2 separate regions of the Mus musculus genome follow, and region 1 is linked to region 2. A link is a contact called in public Hi-C data. All regions are on one chromosome and are shown on one strand. Each heading gives the region's core, a stretch centred on a gene start, on an enhancer-like site or on the middle of the called end of the contact. The rest is flanking DNA. Distances are from core to core; before and after follow the strand shown.

Region 1 (2,831 bases), core at 207-2,706, 320 kb before region 2:
TCAGCAGCAGGGTCCTACAACAAGGACCCACATTCTCTAACCTCCATACATAGGCTGTGTTGCACACATGCATGCAATCAAACAAGCAAATGTACAAGCACAGGAACACACACACACATACATACACACACACACAGAGAGAGAGAGAGAGAGAGAGGGAGAGAGAGAGAGAGAGAGAGAGAGAGAGAGAGAGAGAGAGAGAGAGAGAGAGAGAGAGAGAGAGAGAGAGAGAAGAAATACACTTACAAGTAGCTGAGGCATGATAATGTTTAGTATCACAACAAAAAGATAATTTAGTAAGTCTCTATGTTACTCTTGATTTTCAACATATTGGAATGAGAGGAGTGTGTGTGTGTGTGTGTGTGTGTGTGTAATACTGATGGTAGGAGTAATAGATGAATTTTCATAGTGGTAGAACTAAACTGTAGATAAATGTAGATGACAACCTGTGTAATATCTGAAATCAATGAGAATAAACATGGGAGCTTGAATTCTCTGGTCCTGCTTGCTACCCACCATAAGCTGCAAATCTGAAATGCTCCAAAGTCTGAATATTTTGGCACATTATGTCACTGAAAAATGTTTCAGGTTTCAGAGTGTTTCAAATTCCACTTATTTTTTTTTTTTGGATTAAAGATTCTTAACCTGCAGCAGAATTTAGCTATAGATAAATCTAATGGTGCAGACAGAATTCTGTATAAAATTGTGCCTCATCTCCCCTTGTGCACCACTGGAAACAACAATCTCTTGTCTACAAACCTCATCTTCCTTGTCAGATGAAGCTATGATGTTGTAAACTAATGCATCATAAACAAAGCTAAAATTTCAGCAATCTGTCACCAGGTGGTGACAGAGTTACAGTGGTACATGGATTGAGCAATACAAACTGTATGTCACAAACACATATTATTAATCTATGATATTATATATGAATATGTGCATACTTGCAATTTCAAATTATTTTCTAGTCACTCTGTATGCTAACTTCAAGAAGTACATAAGAGAGCAAAACCTTGGGCCTCTATCCCTCGGAACTATTCCTTTGCTGGCTGGAGACCACCTTCAGTGGAACCTTTCACATTTGTATAAGAATCTCTGATTCAGTTCCTACCAAGGATGGAGGGCATCAGAGTCTCTTTTCCCCTTGGAGCTCAAATACTGATATTCAGTTCCTCCTGTCTGCTTGAAGTCATCCTTCCATTTTTGAAATGTCAAGAGAAGGAAAGATAAAAACAAGAGGTTTCACTTTCTCAAATAATTTATACTCCACAGCTATTATTTGCCAATGAACAGGAGAAGTTTTTTTCCCCTCATTTCTGGCACCTTCTGCTCTGCTTGCATCTCACCTTTTCAGACTTAATGTTTTGTGCTACATTTTACATATAGCACCAATTAAATGAGCTGCAGTCACTGTCTGCTGGACACACATGCTCCATGATTTCACTGGCTGTCATAATCATGTTACCATTTCAAAGCAGCCCAACTGTTAGCACCACGTCAAATACAAGTTGCTATTTTGCCATTCTTATATCCATTTGCTCATTTCTTTATGCCTTTAAGATTATATTTATTTTCATGTTTTTTTTCTTTTAGCTTCCCATTAAGACAAATCTACTGATGTCTATGTTTTCTATATTCCAGTAAAATTAATTCTACTGGGCTTTTTACTATTTCTCCAACAAGAATCAGTTGAAAAGAACAAAATTTATTATATTCTATGTAATAAATCCCACCTTTTCAGATTTGTGTTGTAACCATCTTTCAAATCAACATTTAAGATTACCTAAGAAGTAGAATTAAAGGGGGCATTTTAAATTTTTATTATGTTTTTGTTGTTGATCAAACTCCTTGTACTCCTAGGAAAGTATGAATGCTAAACTACATCCTTACCCAAAGATTTTTAAAGAAACATGACAGCACAGAGAAATGAGAGATATGTGAGAAATGTTTGTTGTGTACATATCCTCACATATTAATAAGATTTTAGTTGACCTATTAATACACAAAAATATTTTTTGAAGAACTGTGGGTATTTTTACATTTTAAATGTCTAATATTAAGCAAGAAAACACATGGGGAAATGAACTTATTTTTAAGTTTTATGACTACTTAAGGCATACTATTTTTGGAGTGAAATTTAGAAGATTATATGTGACTAACCAAAGGACATGTAAAAAGGTACAGGAAAGATATTAGAGAAAAAAATTATAAAACCATTGAATGATATACTAGAAAATAAATTCAACAGTTCACAGAAATAAATAAATGAAGAAATTTACTAAATATAAGCCTAGGGAACTTAAATATATGTGGAAAGCAAGTAGATTCAAATTGAATATTTCCAAGTGCAAAACTACAGGAAGTGGGTGATAGAAGTATATGGATCTATAGTAATTTATTTTGGAAGCAAAGGAATAAAGTCAAAGAAGCTGGAGAGATGATTTAGAGGTTCAGAGCACTAGCGTCTCTTCCAGAGCTCCATGGTTCAGTTCCTGGCACTCACAGGGCAGTTCTCCATGTCTGTAGCTCCAGTTCCAGGAAGTACAGCACCCTCACACAGACAAACATACAGGCAAAACATCAATGCACATAAAGTAAAAGTAAGTATGCCAAATTGAAAAAAAAAAAAGAATAAAAAGAAAACTATATGCAGGGATCCATCCCATAATCAGCCTCCAAATGCTGACACCATTGCACACACTAGCAAGATTTTGCTGAAAGGACCCAGATATAGCTGTCTCTTGTGAGTCTATGCCAGGGCCTAGCAAACACAGAAGTGGATGCTCACAGTCAGCTATTGGATAGATCACATGGCCCCCAATGGAGGAGCT
Region 2 (2,700 bases), core at 30-2,529:
CTCAGATTTTATTCTTGTTCATTAACCAACCTTTAAAAATTACATTTCAATTTTCTTTTGTTTTCTACTTATATCCTTGCGTTATTTTGACTGCTTTAGGATTAGCACATATATTTAAACTTAATGTAATCCATGTGTCAGTATATTTCTTTTGATCACATTTTCTATTGGTCAGATTTTAAACTATTTAATATGTCCATATATATACATGTATGTGTATATGTAACATTCATATATATTACAAGCTCACCAATATATTATTAATTATTTACTTTCAATTCTTGTATTCTTTTAAAGAATTGAAATGAAATACAGATTTTATGTAACCCAAACTCATTTTTCTTTCCATACTTGGAATACAGCTCTACTAGTAAGAAAGTTACTCTTGGTTTACCTGAAATATTTCAGTTTCCTCTTGGGTTTGAAAATATAGCTTCAGTGAGTGAAGATGTCGTCATTAGCGACCTCTTCTGCTGCCGCTTTCACATTCCAATGTCAACTGAATTTCACAGTTTCTTAGGAATCCAAAATCAGTTCAAGCCCCTCCCAGCAATTTCCTGTGTGTGGCTTCCCTGAGTTGAGATTGTGTTTAAGCTTTCATTTCAGCAGTTAAAACTGCAGTATGTTTAGGAATGACTTTCTTTGTTTCAACCCCACATGAAGCTCACTGGCTTATCTAGACCTAGATTTAATGTCTGGGGAGAAATTGTGCCACATTGTAAAATGCTATCGTCATTTTTATATTTCCTGTTCTTCATAAGCAAACTTGACATAGTCTCCCATAGGTTCCTAACGTTCCCATTTATCCACCCTCTTTCCTCTGTCTTCCAAACTGAGTAATCTATGTTGATAGATCTTTAATGTTATGAGTCTTTATCATTTCCTATTTGTTCTCTAGCCCTGATGAAGTTTTGATTTATTACTGGTTTCAATTAGATTGTTTTTTCTTTGTTTGTTTGTTTTATATTCCTTAAGTTTTCAATAACGATACTATTCATCCTTTAATTATCTGAACTTGTGTATTATAGCTGTGAAAAACCTTTTGTCGGCTAACTCTAGCCCCTGGGAAGTCAGTTCCTCTGTCCTGTCTCTGCTCTTCTCTGTTTGTCACTCTTTTATGTTTATATGCATGTCTGGTTTGTTTTGTTATAAACTTGATATTACAGATTATATAATTCTGTGACAACTTATTTCACGAGCCTTCCATTATCCCACTCTTCCTTCTGCCTGGACATGACTGCCCCTCTTATCTTCCATGTGATACATAGTCACCGAGGTTTCTGCTCAATTACCAAGTTCTAAACATGGCCTCTATTATGAGTCAGCCTGGAGATCTTCCACATGAACGTGTAAAACATGCTCATGTGTGAGAGTTCACGTTTCTTCAGCTTTGAGTTTTCTTGGTTTCTTGTACTGCTTTGCTAAATTCAGATGCTCTGGTTATATCCCTTGGATCCTGCTTAGGACACTTCCAACCCACATGGCTAGTTTCCTGCTGCCCATACATTGCATAATTAGAAAGTGTTTTCAGCTTAAAGAGCATAAAAATTAGATATCTTGTTTCCTGAATCCTTCCGGAATACATTCACCTCTGATTTCTTCCTGCTTTGTGGCTGGACTCTAAAATCTCTACTTCACCTCCATCCTCCAAATATTGTGGGCTTGGGTTACATTCCTCTGCAGTTATCTTGATCTTTAAAGTTTCATCTTACCATCTGTAGCCTCATACTCTGATTTCTGCCAGTGTTTATTAATGGGAACGGGATTTTCCAATGCCACATCATAGGTATTCAGAAATAGCCTTAGTCTATGAACTAAGAAAAACTTCCCCTATGTAATTATTCTTCTTAAAGATCTTTAAACTATTTTGTCTACATTTAGAGATATCCCATTCACTTCAAACTATTAGGAGCACTTTGTATATTATCCAGTCTTTATAAATGCAGAAGGTTTGTATAGTTTGGGACTCCACTGCCCTAACTGTAAATTACTTTTGTACATATATCCATATACAACTGATATCAATGTATCAAGTAAATGGTTTTAAAGTATGCTACTTTAAGTCAAATTTTTATATATTTTTCCAAGCATATCAATCTCAAACCTACCCTCTGGTTATTATACTTCATTTTTAAATGGATGACGCATTCGCATCACACAGATGTATTTTAAGATCTAAAAGTGTTGAAATGTTTTGTTGATACCCATCACTTTGAACAATTAATATATACTAACAAAAATAATTGAGAGCGTTGAAGTTTATTCTTGACTATGCTAGTTAACTGTGATTGCCCATTGGATTTTGAACCACATTGGAGATGTTCCTTTGGGCACGACTCTGAGCACATTTCCAGAAAGGATTGAGGAGAAAGATCCATCCTGACTATAGGCAGCACTGCTTCATAGGCTGGAATTGCAGATTCAGTGAGAAGTAAAGGGTTGCTGAGCACCTTAGTTCATCACTCTCTAGTTTCTAACTACAGCTGGAATGTGACCTTTATCTCCATCATCATGATTACCTGAGCAGGATTTGAAATTGTGTCCCATCAAATTGGTAGTCTAAAAACATCCATTGTCAGGTATTTGTTAATAGCAGTGAGTAAAGTAAGTAGTACAATGAACTTTGTTCTTCTATGGAACAAACTGATGAGATTCTAGCTTAGTCATCTAAAGACTCCAAAGACTCCATCAATAATTGAT

Evidence for each region. Hi-C and Micro-C count contacts between places; a contact is called where the count stands out from the background.
Region 1: a contact with region 2 is called in a Hi-C map of cortical neurons. The contact joins two enhancer-like sites.

Annotation. Positions count from the first base shown.
Region 1 is chr2:7,709,261-7,712,091 of GRCm38.p6, reverse strand. No RefSeq gene overlaps it. Among named protein-coding and RNA genes, the nearest start is that of Gm30904, 630 kb to the left of the region's middle. Within about 2 kb of position 1,456, at least 1 of the 459 cell types and tissues checked has an H3K27ac peak or open chromatin away from gene starts, as enhancers often do. A contact at or near this core is called in cortical neurons, where this site is marked.
Region 2 is chr2:7,388,155-7,390,854 of GRCm38.p6, reverse strand. It overlaps a transcript of Celf2 not described here. Among named protein-coding and RNA genes, the nearest start is that of 5031426D15Rik, 460 kb to the right of the region's middle. Within about 2 kb of position 1,279, at least 4 of the 459 cell types and tissues checked have an H3K27ac peak or open chromatin away from gene starts, as enhancers often do. A contact at or near this core is called in cortical neurons, where this site is marked.